2 separate regions of the Oryctolagus cuniculus genome follow, and region 2 is linked to region 1. The links are chromatin contacts, called in public Micro-C maps. All regions are on one chromosome and are shown on one strand. The core of a region is the stretch at or near the end of the contact, and the rest is flanking DNA. Distances in the headings are between cores, read along the strand shown. Region 1 overlaps SNX10 (sorting nexin 10). Region 2 has its middle 190 kb from the start of SKAP2.

Evidence for each region. Hi-C and Micro-C count contacts between places; a contact is called where the count stands out from the background.
Region 2: a Micro-C map of ear pinna shows a contact between it and region 1, with 4 times the contacts expected there. The contact joins two enhancer-like sites. A contact is called at or near these places in 5 of 6 Hi-C or Micro-C datasets (ear pinna, embryonic fibroblasts, psoas muscle and 2 more).

The regions. Positions count from the first base shown.
Region 1 is chr16:18,075,318-18,082,849 of mOryCun1.1, reverse strand. SNX10 (sorting nexin 10) reads right to left here. Exons shown (of 7, transcript XM_051852860.2): 6 at 5,839-6,051; 7 at 4,681-5,419. The coding sequence ends at 5,338. Among named protein-coding and RNA genes, the nearest start is that of SNX10, 66 kb to the right of the region's middle. Within about 2 kb of position 1,434, at least 4 of the 8 cell types and tissues checked have an H3K27ac peak or open chromatin away from gene starts, as enhancers often do. A contact at or near this core is called in ear pinna, where this site is marked.
Region 2 is chr16:18,356,581-18,363,297 of mOryCun1.1, reverse strand. No RefSeq gene overlaps it. Among named protein-coding and RNA genes, the nearest start is that of SKAP2, 190 kb to the left of the region's middle. Within about 2 kb of position 3,732, at least 1 of the 8 cell types and tissues checked has an H3K27ac peak or open chromatin away from gene starts, as enhancers often do. A contact at or near this core is called in ear pinna, where this site is marked.

The DNA of each region.
Region 1 (7,532 bases), core at 185-2,684:
GCCCAAATTAATGAGTTCCAAATTCCTTACATCACGATAACAGGTTAAGACTGGTCAATTAATTACATAAATCCTTCCCGATCCATTGTGCGCGTGCAGCCCAGATCGTGTCTTACATTACTCCACGACACAAGGCCTTTTGGCTCCTGTTGTCCCGCAGAAAAGCCCCATTTACGGGGAGTCCGCCTGCCGCAGCACAATGTGAAATGTCACACGTTAAATTGGCACTTTTCTGTAATTGCTTTTGTTAAAAAAAATTAAATTAAAGCACAGGCTCCCGGCACAGGGCTATGCTGAGGGCTGGGGTCGGGCCGCCTGGATGCCAGGGCGGGGGGTACCTGAGCTCCATCTCTGATCACGTCCCACGGCCCCGCAGTGCCTGGGCCCTGCAGGGAGCGGAACCCAACAGCTGTCCACTTGTGAACAACCATGTTCCCTCCTGAGATCCGTGGCAGCAGGGATACACACCCAGGGGGGTGCTTTTCTTTTTAAAGGGCTTAAAATAGGCTTCCCTACACAGCCAGGGGCCCTGGTCGGCCCGCCAAAGTCCTAGATATAAAACACGGCCGGCCTAAGCGCCTTCGTGGGAGTGAGCGTTATCCCCGGCGCGGGCCGCATCCCCGTGCGGTCGGGGCCCTTCCTGACGGCTTTGCTATTTGCATTTGTGACTGGTGCACCCGACTGGGGCCGAACTGGGTCCCCAAATCTTCCGACCCAAGCCTCTTCCTCTCGAAGCGTGGAGATGCATTGGGATCCCGGCTGGCTGAGCGTGCCTCGCACTGTCGTCTGTGGTTTCCGACCGCAGCCTTTTCTCTGCGGGCTTCCACGCCGCGGCTTCTCCGGTACCTAAAGCAGCCAGCGCCAGCCGTGCTTCCTGCATCTCCTTACTGAGGGCTGCGGGCTCGGCGACCCCACGAGCGGGCAGACCGCGCCCCCGGGCGCAGGCAGCCGGTTCTCGCGCCCCGGGACCTGATGCCGCAACATCACGCAGGACCGCGCCGGCCCGGCGGCGCCCCCCTCCGTCAGCCAGCGGCCACAGCTCGGCTTCTGCGCCCGCAGACTGACAGGGTGGGGCACTCGCGCACACAAGGATCTGGACCCCCAGCCTCACGGGATGCGCCTCCCCACGCCCGCGCGCACACCCCGACCCAGGGCGCATCCGGCGCGGACGTCGCCTCCCCCTCCAGGCGCCCCTGCTAGGCAAGGGATAAGACCCCCGCGGGGCCGGGAGGGAATGGGGTGAGCCAACAGCGCGCGGGGCGTGGGCAGAGGAACACCGGCCGCCGGGCAGCGGCCCCAGGCGTCCGCGGGGACCGTGCAGGCCTCGGCCCCACCCGGCCTCCGTCCGGCCGCAGCGCCGCGCGGGCATCTGCAGAACAAAGCGCGGGGTCCGGGCTCGGCCTGGGGACAGCGCCACCGCGGGACCGAGTCGGGCGACCGCCACGCAGTCCTGGCGCAGCGAGGCCCCCTGCTCCACGCGCGCGCTCCCAAGCCGGGCGCGCACACCAAGCCCCACCACCCGAGGCCCCTGTGCGTGATCATTATTTTATTATTCTTTTTCCCGAGCAGCCGGAGTTGTCGCCGTGCCGCCGGCCGGGCGCTGCGGGGCGCCGCGAGTCGCCGTCTTTTTGTGCGGGTCGCTCCTGCTCGGCGCCCGCCGCCCCCTCCCCCGGGTTCTTTTTTTTTTTTTTCCCTTTCCCTTTCCGAAGCGCTGTTGCTATGGGTTACCAGGCGGTTGCCATGGGTTACCGGACCGAGGCCGCCGGCTCGCTACCTGCCACCCAGTCGCCGCCGCCGCCGCCGCCGCGGGCGGGAGGGGCGGGCGTGCGCGTGTGCGGGACGCGGCGCGGGGGAGAGCGCGCGAGCCGCGGAGGCGCCGCAGCCAACAGGCGGCCGAGGGGGCCGCCGCCGCCGGCGGGGTGGGGGGCGAGGCTCTACAGAAGGCCGAGGTAAGCGATGAGCCGAAACAGAGCCGCGCGCGGAGCCCCTCGGCGGCCGGACGTGCGGGGCCGGGGTCCGCTGGCGTCGGCGCTCCCGCGCGGCGGCGAAGGGGGCTCTCTCTGCGCGCTAGCCAGGGCCGGAGCCGCAGCCGCGCAGTCTGTGACCAGCGTTTACATTCCGCAGAAGGCTGTCTCGTGGTTCATATTTGCTCTTGTTAGAAGCCTTTGGAATTTTGCAGAGAGAGGATCATTAAGTCCCAGAGTTGGCGCAGCTAGAGTAAATTAGTGTCCCCTGCGCTGCTGCGAACAGCGATCCGGAAGTGTCCAGCACGAGGGACTGACTGGGTCCTGGCTGACTTAAAGGGACAGCGGTGACGCGTTTGCACCGTGCGTGTGGCAGGGGGAGCCCAGTGCTTTGCAAGTGTAGCAAATGCTGAAGACACTGGTGCTTGTCCACAGCCTCCTAAAATTCCGAACGCCACGTAGAAACGTGTGCATTTCTAATGATTTTGATCTGCAAAGACAAGTGGTGTCCATGCTCTGAATGCCGGGTCGTGCAGCTTGGTCCAGGCAGCATTCTGTATGTGAACGTGTTTTCTGACCCACTCCAGACAAAAAGCACAGACTGGGATTGGAGTTGGTTGCTTCGTGTCGTGCAGAGATGCTGCACTGCGCTCCCGGGGCACCCGCTGGCGGGGGAACTGGTCCGAGCCAGACTGTTTAGGACAGAACACGCTGTTGGTACTTTTGTCTTAAACTTTGGCAATGGGGGCCTCCATTGCAGTCTCACTCCGTACAGATACATTCCTAAGGCACCGGAAACCCGTAAGAGGAGCTCAAAGCCATATCCAATGTATTGTTGGCCATAACAGTACCTGCGGTTGGTTATGCTAAATGGCTTTGTTCAAATTCTTACGAGTTACACAAAAGAAATTTTATTTTACGTCACTGCGTATCACTTTTCTGGGATTGTTCAATAAAATGTGAACTAGGCTCTGGCATGATACTCCGTGTCTTCAGAGACGATCACCACTTAATCTGCCCTAGTAAAGTTTAAAACCTGAAATTTTATCTAGAATAAATCCCTTTGTTGCAAAGGAGACTTTAAAAGGAGCCTCAAGTAACAGGTTGCTGACTTTCACTGTTGACAACTTTGAGTCCTAGAGAAATCTGGTTGTAAACAAAGCACACAGGCTGGCTTTGACCTCTGCTCTCTCGGGATGAGCCTGAGAGATTTGGGTTTGCTGTAAGAAAGCACCGGGGATTACCATTTTTCAAATTTGTGTCACCTTAAAAGTAAACATCTATTGTTTATGTTTATGTCTAAACACCTGTATGTTTAAATAAACATCTGTTGTTTTCGTGTCATTACATTGTTTTCTTTTCCTAAAGAAAGCTTTATGTAAAAAAAAAAAAAAAAAAAAAAAAAGCCAGAAAAAAATAAGAGACAAAGCCAGAAAACCACTGGGAGCTGAAGTTCTAAATATCCCAGCCGCAGGAAACTGGCTTTAAAAGCGGCCAAGGCTTAGGCATCAAGACAGCTGGACTGAGGCTGAAGGCCTCATGTGGGTGCCGTGTGGCGAACAGCACCCGAGTTGAACCAAAGTTCTTCACGGAAGGTGACCGGTAACCCAGAAACACACTGCCAACTTAGGTCTAAGTTACAAGAAATGCATTTTCTTGCATAAAATAAGTCATCCAGCCACATCGGTTTGTTTGTGATTTGTTGTTGCTGTTGTTTTGTGTGTAAACAGTAATCTTGTGACGTTTGCATACCCATCAATTACTAGGCATCACTTAGTATTAATTTCGATGGCCACATTACAGTATCTGATGATACTGAAAGGGCGGCCCAGTGCACGATTTTCAAAACTGCTGTGAAGCAGAGACGGTAGGAATGCAAACACGCACTGTGGAGGGCCGGGACTGCTCTCAGAGCCCCCCACCACCATCACCTCCTGCTACGCACGAGCAAGACAAGAAACTGCAAAATCTTTTTTTCTGTGTTAAAATAATGAGCCTTGGATCGTAAAATAGCACATTGAACCAAAACAGTAGCAAAAAGTTTAATGCCTTCCATCAAACAAAAAAAAAAAAAAGAAAAATTAAAGATGTCATTCTAAACTTACATTTTTTCTGTTGTATTTCTATTGGTTTTTCAAAAAATGCATTTCGAAGACTTTAATAATGCAATGGCTTTTAAACTCCAGGTTAAATAAAACAGCTGTTTTCTGTAGCAGCCTCTGCTACCCTCCAATTAGGCTGGAGAACACTTGATTAAAGCCTGTCACCCCAGTTTTGTGAAAATTCCTTCTTGCGAGCTTCCCAGAGGATTTTATACCATGGAACAAGGAAGGAACTTCAGGAATTATCCCAGAAGATGCTGCCTCATCTAAAATTTGAAGTTCAAGGTAGTTTATCTAAGACACCTTAGCTTTGGACTACTAAAAAAAAAAAAAGGAAAAAAGGACATTTTTGTTAAAATTATATCAGTCTTCAGGTACATGCTTAAAAAGAAGGGGGTTTTTAAAAATGAATACTTTTGAAATTAACACGTTGGTATTCTTTTAGATTACTTATTGGTGAAATTTATTAATTTTATAAGATCCTTCCGATTTTAAGTAGTAAGTAACCACTACTGATACTAAAAGTTATCTAGTGATAAGAAATTGCACATTTAGTCAGAAAATTAGTCATTAACCTGTAATCCTAATTACACAATGACCATAAAAACAAGTGATTTGTTTCAGACGCCATTTATTTAAGCTGATTGGGGACAATGAGAATGGACTTCTGAAAGTGTAGCCTGCACAGGGAAGAACAATTACTAGCACTGTTTCTGGTTGTTGTTCTACCATGTAAACATTATTGTAATATGTCTCTATTCATATGATACATTTTCCATCTAAGAGGGAAACAGGGTACTGGAAGGGTTAAATACTCGTGAATATTTCTCTCAAACGCCCACAAGCAAAGTGCTGAGCTGGGTGAGGGGGCCTCCCCATGGGCACAGCCTGCGTCTCTGGGGCCCTGGGGTCCTCGCAGCCGCTGGTCACCGTGGTGACATCAGCCCTGCCCCGCGGCTGTAGGAAGCAGCCCCTGTCTCTGCTTTACCCGTGTTAAAATTCAGTGAAACCCACTGGGTTGTTTCAAACACAGAACTCATTGCGTTTCTGGACAGCATCCTGTTTACCAGGTGAGGTTTGGCCGGAAAGGATAATTCGACATTCACAGGCTTGTAGCTTGACACAGAAAGCTTGGCTGGAATGAGACAACATAAAAACGCGTACCGCTAAGACACAGCCCGGCCACCTAGGGTCGCGACGGTGAGCTTTGGGTAAGAGCGGACTCAGCACGCCGCCTCCTCTGTCCCTCAGACAGGAGCGTGGCCGTCTGCTCAGGACCCCTGGGGATCTGGACTGATTTTACATCCGTGTGAGCTGCTGTCATCACTGCTGTGTCCCAGCCCAGAGGATGAACTGGAAGAGAAGAGAGGGGGGAAAAAATAATAAAAAGAGGAAATTGGTTTCACAACACAGTCAAAGCCTGAGTAACAGAGGAGAACTTTAATTATCTCCAGTCACAAAGAGAGACAGGAAATTTGGACTTTTAATTAGCCATTTGGAGTGCAGTTGGATATTTTTTTAGCTAGATAATTTAAACGCGAATAATTCAAGTCTGACTAAATGAAAGTCACATAATCAGAATGCAGATAATTGAATTTCGACTGCATTCATTAATTCCGCGTGGAGGTGTGTGTGAAGACTACGATGATGAGCTGTCACAGCTCAATAAAATCTCAGTCAATTAATTTTTTCATTATCTTAGGATTGCATCAACACGAGAGGGAAGTGTGCGGGCCCGAGCTGCACACGCACGCACGTGTGCGCGGCCCTACCTCTCCGAGTCGTAGTCTGCGTCGTGGTCCTTTTTCCCTTCCTCGTCCTCCTCGGGGAAGCGTCGGTTCATGAGCGCGAACTTGTGGATGGCCTCCTCCACCGAGTACTTGGTCTGCCCGGACACGCAGGCGTCGATGTCGGCGGCGGCCAGGTGGCTCTGCAGGAAGAGGTGCAGGCTGCTGTCGGACAGCAGCAGCGCGTTCTGCAGGACTCTGTGCGCGAGAGAAACGAGGACAGGGAGTTGGGGTGGGGGCGCGGGCCTCGAGACCCCCACCACCCCCGCCACTGCCCAGGAAAGGGGACGGAGGCCCCTGCTAGCTTTGGAACCGCAGGTGAGTGCGTGATGCCCTGACGCTGAGTTAGGAACACCTGGGAGAACTTCAAGGCCATCGCTTCCATGTAACCATCTGTTATGACCGTGTGCATTCATTATGGAAATATTTTGCTTAGGTACTCACAGAAATTTATTCTACTTAAAAAAAAAAAAAAAAACCTTAAACTTCTGCCAACAGCATGCCAGTTCGGTGATCTTTATTGTATGGCCTGTCACGAAACAGCACAGCTTCCAGCTGATTTTAAAAATCATATAAAAAAGCCGACACATTTCTCAGCACGTCTTACATCTCAGGACGGTGACAAGTGTGCAGACCTGCACCGGTTCATGTTCCCAAGAGCTCATTTTGAGAGGTCTTAACTTTTTTTTTTTTTTTGAATACCTAAAGTTGGCTGGAAATTCTCTGAAACCTTTAGTAAGACACTGAATCTCTGTGTTGTCACAAATGGCAACCAAATCAAACTAATCCCAGCCCGTTCGAGCACAGATCCTTAAAACCTCACTCAGTAGGAAGTCCATACTGGTCTTCCCACGTTCAGGATCAAGGTTTACAAACTTGATTCCTGGGGCCGCCACCTGCAGTGCTGACATCTCATATGGGTGCCGGTTTGAGTCCTGGCTGCTCCACTTCCGATCCAGCTCTCTGCTATGGCCTGGGAAATCAGTAGAAGATGGCCTAAGTCCTTGGACCCCTGCACCCACGTGGGAGACCTGGAAGAAGCGCCTGGCTCCTGGTTTCAGCTCCGGCCATTGCGGCCAATTGGGGAGGGAACCAGCGGATGGAAGACCTCTCTCGCTCTCGCTCTCTCTTTCTCAGCCTCTCCTTCTATCTCTGTGCAACTCTTTCAAATAAATAAATAAATCTTAAAAAAAAAAAAAAAAACAACTTGATTCCAACAAGAGCAGCACAGGCACTTGGAGGACTCAGCCCCACCTGTGGGCTGAAATGCCCGTGGCCGGTGCCTGGGTTTCTTCTCACACATAGGGAATCCAGTCAGCACCCCCGTGTTTAAATAAAAACCATCGGCCCATCAGTCTGTGCTAACGCTCCAGTAGTGATGTGACCCAGACACGAAGACAGTGCCGTGGGGGCAACACCACAGCACCACGACTCTGTGTTACCCCGCGTGGCATTTTTATGCCCCCACGGGAGAGCTCTGAAAATCAGGTCAGGTACTTCAGCTCAATGAGCCTCACCTTCTATTCTGCATATTTAAATAAGCGAGTGGAAAAGTGCGTCTCTGCTGGCCACTCAGACCAAGCTAGTCCAACTCCAAGGTCATGAGGAGACCAAGCCCTTTTCTCTAAGACAAAACAGAATTACTCCCTCAAGGAGGCAGAGGTCTAAAAATGCCCGGT
Region 2 (6,717 bases), core at 2,483-4,982, 280 kb before region 1:
GCTTGTGAGGGGCCTCTCCCTGTTTTTATTAGTAGAATCTGCTCTCTCGGTACTTAGACGCAAGCGTTTGATTTATTGCCAGCGTGGTAGGGAGTGCGTGGCGTGCCTCCCGTCAGCATTTGCTAACTGCTGAGACCTCCGGACCTGGGATTGCAGCAACAGCCGGCTTCCCTTCCATACCTGCTAGTGGAAAGTGCCTTTGTTGAGTCGGCCCACCTGTTCTGTGACTGACGACGATCTAATAAACAAAGCAAGAACAGCGAACTGTCCCTGTGCACGGGGTCTTTAAGATCAAGTCCTTGTGATCACCGTCCTCCGGTGGATGGGAGTTCATCGTGGGGACGGCGCTGGGGCAGATTAGGAATGGTGACAAAGTTACTTGGCCGCGTCCTGCCTTTCTCTTCTCGTGGGCAGCGTGGGGCCTTCACACCGGGGCATAGGGCAGAGTCCAGGACGCCTCAGGTCACAGCTGCCCGGCACCCTGCTTAGGTCAGGCCATCTTTGCGGCTTTCCAGATGTCACCTTGTGGGGACCCCAAAGGAATTTCTGGAAATGGGGAGTTTCACATTTGTTGCCAAACCCAACCATAATTCCACTCAATTTCGTTTTTTTTTTTTTTTAAGTGCTACTGATGAGGTTACCCTGAGTGCTTTGCGCGTTGCCTTAAAGGCAGATGGAAGTCTTTGCCAAGCCACCGTCTGTGGTGTCAGCAATGGGACTGGAAACTGAGCGAGGCAAGAGGCCTGTGGCCGTGTGCAGAGGTATGGGGCGGAGCCAGGCGAGAGGGCTGTGGCCGTGTGCAGAGGCGCAGGGCGGAGCCAGGGAAGAAGCTTGGGGCCGTGTGCAGAGGTGTGGGGCTGGAAACTTGCCCAAAGCCCCTCTCCAAGGGCCTTTCTGGGGTTGGAACTCGGCAGTGTGTGTGCCTGGGGTCCGCCTGCTCGGTCTTGTGTTATTTTCCATTTCTCAGCCAGGCAATAGTGCCGTACTTGCGTGTTTTCCGCTCCCTGACTGGCCTTGGCGCTGTCATGGGAAACTCACCCCTGCCAGACTACAAGCAGGCGCCATTTTGCGACGCGAACGGCAGGTTCCCTCTGACTTGGGCGAGGTGTCACACGGGTGCTCTCCACGGAGAAAACGGATGACGCCCGCATATGCCAATTACCAGTAACCGCTTTACAAAATTCCGACAAACAAGCCGGCTCCGAGGCACCCCCTCGGCTCGCCGCCCCCATGGGGTGCATTCAGAGCGCCTCCTGCCCATCGGTCTGCTGTCGGGTCAGACGTGACGCCAGCAACCTGGTGGAGACTGCACCTGCGGCGGCTAACATTTCCTGAGTGGGTGCTCCGTGGCATGCTGTGCACGCCTCAGTGGCGCGGTCTCACAACTCCATGAGGTAAGTTCTGTGATTTACTCCCATTTTCCTGATTCGGAAAACTGGGTTAAGTAACTTCAGGTCCTGGGGTTCTAAGTTACCTAGCCGCTGCCTCCTCTCAGTTTCGGCTCCATCTTGCTGTGCAGGACTAGCAAGAAGGCTTAGTTCCGCTTTCGCATGCAGTAGGCACTCTGTCGCCGCTGCTGATGACGCCGTTTCTGTAAAAGAGGGTGAGCACGGGTGGAGGGGTCCCGCGGCTCCCAGCCGGACAGCTGCGTTCTGCCCCCGTGGGCGACCATATCAAGACGGAAGCCGGCTGAGCCACACTGGAGGGTAAACGTCATGCTGTGTCCGTGAACTTCTGGCCGGCTGAAAACAGGAAGTCAACGCAGGCAGCAGAGAGGAGAGGGAGGACAAGGCCAAAGGGACTCCTTTCCAGTGGCCCGCTCCCGCCTGGGGACACTGGCCGGCCGGGCGAGCCTTGCTGGCCCCTCTGAAGCTGATAGCTTCCGTGTCCAGCAGCTGTTGGTTGGGGGTGGGGGTATGTTTTAACTGATAGGTTTAAAGAACCAGTTTAAAGGGTGATTAGCAAACCCAGTGAACAAACTTCATTATAGACTATGTATGTGTGTAATTTTGTAGCTGAGTGATGGAAGTGTGACATACGACTTTCACTTGTTGAGATAGGAATGTTTAGGAAGACTTTCTGGTGGAATACCCAGTACTTCTGCACCTAAGCTTCTTGGGTACTGAACATTAACTGAGTATGAGGTCTTAGTCCGAGTACCCAGGTGGTGCCTTGTACAGCAGTGGAGCCAAAAGATTAGGAAATGAAGAGAACAGATTCATTCTAGGCCTGGGGAATTTAACTGGGAAAGGCCTAGGGGAGTCAGATTGCGCCCTCTCGTGGTCTGAGATGCACCCCCAGAGTGCTGAAAAGGGTGCTCTGAGGTTCAGATTCCAAGGGGTATTTCATTCCAGGTGGTTTTTTGAAACACAGAGCATTGGGACTTGACCTTGCTGTGTGGATCTTGTTGGTGTAAAGTAACCAGCCCTGTCCACGTGGGTACCTGGACTCATCCTCACTCACTCCCAGGGCAGGTGCTGTGGGCTGCACGGCGTCCTTTCCACCTGCTTGCCTCGGCTTCCCCTTCCTCCTCCGGCTTTCCCAAGGAGCCACGTCAGAGGGCCAGGAGCCTCTGTAATCCTTTCTGCGCTAGAGTTCCACTGTCAGTTGCGCCCTCTCCTGTCTGTGCACCCAGCAGAGCAAGGTGTGTCATTGCGTGTTTATCCTGAGTGGAACACCGGGAACACGGCTCTCTCTGCACCTGCTGTTAGCTGTGGCGGGGCTCCAGTTGGTCAGCGTATTTGCTTTGTTCATTATTATCATCTCAGGGCTTGCTGTTTCTCTTCCTATCTAATTAAATGATTCCATTTTGAATAATTACATTTAAGTGCCAACAGTGTGCGAGGGGCGTTTCGTGTATAGAATTCGACAGAGTCTTTCCCAAGTAGATGTGTGGTCTGCATAAAACAGTACATAAACACAAGAAGAGTAAGAACAGCCTCAGGTAGCCTGGTCTTGGAGCAGTTCTTAGCAGGTGAAGCCACCAGCAGTGACCTAAGATGCAAAAGAAAAGATTCTCTGATTTTGTTATATCTGCATCTAGGGTACTACTTGAGAACAAACTGGGAATGTTCTCGTGTGTGTGTGTATATGTGAACACACACACACACATACGTGTATATATGTACGTATGAGGGGGGAAGTTTAAGAGTTTCAGTATTGGTTCAGATGAGAAGATTGATTGTATAAAATTTTTGTAAAAATTTCTGAAATGCTTGTAGCTATTGAATGAAGTGTGTTGGGAAGCAAAGAGCTGTGTGCGTGGTTAAAAGGTGCGACCTTCTTTTTACAGAGTTGCTGCCAGTTACGGTAAGCAGAATTCTAGAAGCTCTGTGCCCCTATCTCTAGGAATAAAAGACTCCTTTCCTTCAGTTGGGGGCAGCAGGAGTGAGCAGTAGGAAAAACACAGGAATTGGAATTAACCCAAACGCGAGTTTCATTCTCCAACACCTTGTACCCTAGAACAGGTCCCTACCTGCACCAGCACCAGCAGTGCCTGCTCCCTTGCCACGGGGGCCTTAAGTGAGATTACATTTGGGAGTGACCTGAAAAATCAACAGCAGTGTCAAACACGGATTCCTTGCACTTGAAGATGTGAAAATTGAAAATGAAACATTGACCAAAATAAAAATTTCTCCTTCACAACCAAAGCAAGGGAAAAAAACGTTTGCGCACTCCACACTGGCTGCTGACAGTGCTTGGGATCTCGTCAAGGAGCTGGTGGGTTTGTTGTTGCTTCATGATGAGAGCTCATGGAGTCATCCTGGAGGAGTTTGGGATTCAGTCCTCCTGTGATCTTAAGTGCGTGTTTGATCAAGCCATCGCCTTCCAAGCTGTGGCCAGTTTCTGTTCATGGAGAGCTCAATGGCGAGATGTTCCTCTGTCTGTAGTTTCTGGGCCAACTTTCGCTCACGATATTTGAAACCGCCAGTGTGCTAATAAGAGTCTTCAGGTATGTGTAGTTTGTAGTTGGTTGGACTTAGCCGAGAGTTTTCCATTTAGTTTTCAAAGGATTCCTGAAGGAGAATTTTTGTGTGGGTTCCTTTTGCCTAGTTTCTAGTCCCTTTATGACTTGTGTCTGGGATGGGACTCGGTGGATGGCTGTGTGCAACGGCAAATTTTCCAGCTAAGCATTTTCTTCTAATACCCATGCAGGAGTAAGATGATTTTATTTGATCGGGGGGAGCCCTGTGATAGAGCACTAATCTGGTGTGTTGTTTGTGTGGAGAAATCCGACTTGCAACAAGGGCACACCATCACCCCATTATGTGTAACCTTAATGCTCTAATGTTCTAACTTTAGTCAAAGCTACTAAAAAATGCAAAGGACTGTTCAATAATTTAAATTATCTAAAAAATTGAGCGTATTCCTTCAAATAATAATGGCTTTCATGATCTGATTTTTTAAAAATTCATTTTCTCATGGCTTGAATTACTTGGAAGTGTAGATATCAAAGTAAGTTTGAGTTTATTTAAGATTATTAAGTATATTTGTTACCATGCAGAGTTCCTGGAGGTTCCATATTCTTCGCCCAGCAGTTATAATCATTAGTGTTAGGCAGTACATAGTTCCAGTAGCAGAGCTGATGAGGTCGGTTTAGCTTGGAGTTCATTTTGTTAGCACTCCTCTTTAAAATAGTGCCCTGCAATGTGAGTCTTTGATTGTTTTCAACCATTAATCAGTTTTGTCAACTTAAAAAAATAGATTTGAATATCTGCTATTATTTGCTTTGTAAAATAAGAACTACTGTTAACCCTCTTAACCTTACTAACTTGAAGTGGGAAGCAGTATCTTTCGTAATTTATTTCCATTACTATTGTTGCACACTCTTTTGGTAAAGACAGGCAGTAGGCATGCACTGGATTGCGGCAACTCTGAATAAATTAAAGATTCCCCTGTTTCTGAAACTTCTCCTCCTCTCCAGTGATCATCGTAGACAATTTCAAGTTCTAAGTGTAGCATCCCCTGCTTCCCCTGCTGCTGTGGCTTACAGCAATAAATACTCTGTATTGATTAGTACTTAATTCTAATGGAAGTATTCGAAGGCTGGGAACATATTATAGCTTAGCATTCAGTGCTTTAATTTTTAAACAGTTTTTAAATTTTAAAAATTGATATAATTGCCTGAATATGCTTCTGTTATTGGATTCATCTCATGCTGTAAAATCATTCTCATTTCACATCTTTCCTAAAGATCATTTTGTTCACAATGCATTTTTCCTGGCACTTCATGCTATTTTTTGCATAACTGAAAACCTGTCATTTCCATTTTAGCTGAGTTTGAAAACACGAAAATCCTATCAGAGCAACACATTAAAGATTAGTACCGAAGCCCCCAAAAATTAATGGGAGAGAGCCATGTCGGGATTTTAAATTTAGTCAAATTATTCAAGTGTGCGATTTGAGTCTATTAATCTGGTTTTAGGCTGCGTAAGAGAAATACTTCTTTCTAAACGAGGGTTTTCTGTCTCAAGACGTGCTGGGAAGAGAAGCTTTCCATCTACAATAAATGCGGGGCCGGGGGAGGGGATGTTTGTTTCGTTTTTTTTGAAGAAAAGAGCAAAGCAAGAGCTGCCCCCAGTGCTCCACTATTATTTATTCTTAGTCAAAAACAGATCTTCGTGTACACACTGGCGATTAAAAGCGGGCTACCTCGGTGAAAGGCGGACTTCCTCGCGCTCAGTACGGAGAGACCCAGAACAAGATTCATCTCTGAGCTTTTTTCAGGGTGGCAGAGAGAAGTTGTTTTCCTTATGAAGGGAATTCTGTATTTACTTCGTTCTAGGTAGTTTTGTTTTTGCTTTTGTTTTGTTTTGTTTTAATGTAAAACAGAGTAGGAGAGAATGGGAACTGGCTGTTTCTTTGAAATTCTAATACAGTCTGTCTTCTTAATGAACCTGCCGCAGAGCCCAGGAACAGCTCCCTGCAAATAAACATGCTAGAAGTGATTTAGCCACAATGTCCAGACTGTGTAAACATCTAATTATTACAATAAAATTGTCAATAAATTTACATTACTGCTCCCTTTTCAAACGTTAACCAACTTTTTCTTCGCTTGATAAAAGGGCATAAATTGTATTTTTATGTGTTGGTGTTTTTGTTTCCATTACACTTCTTGCTGCACTCCAGACAAAAGACCTCCTGCCTTAATGCCCGGAGTTACTCCTGGGTGAAGCAAACTCCTACAGTTGCTTATTAACACAACGGGCTGTGTTTCCTTTCACAGCGAGATGGACGCACAGCCTCCACAAACCCATCTTTACACACAGCGTTCGTATGGAAAGCCACAGAGCCAGGCTTGTAGTCACTGCAGCTTTAAGAGAGGCACAAAGAATTAAAGCCCCTTATAATCCACGATTAGAATGGGAGTTTAAGTTGCATTAGAAGCAAAAGATAAAATGGCAAAATGCAGTAATTTCCTCTAACAAAGATTACGTCCAGTTTTCAGAATTATGATATCATGCTGAACATAATCCCCCCTATGTATTTCTTATATAACTGGTGTATTAACATTAGAAAAGCAGAGTGATATTGAATTCTAATGAGGTCTGGCCTGTGTGCTGTGCTAGAAGAAGAATGAGGATGACTCATTTGTATTCTGTGAAGCACTCAGAAATCCACGCGCATCCCTGTGGCTTCGGCGCGTGGTGCTGCTCATCTGTTCCTGCATGGGGGGGGGAGTTGCTGGGGGGAGATTCATGGCTTTGAACAGCATCT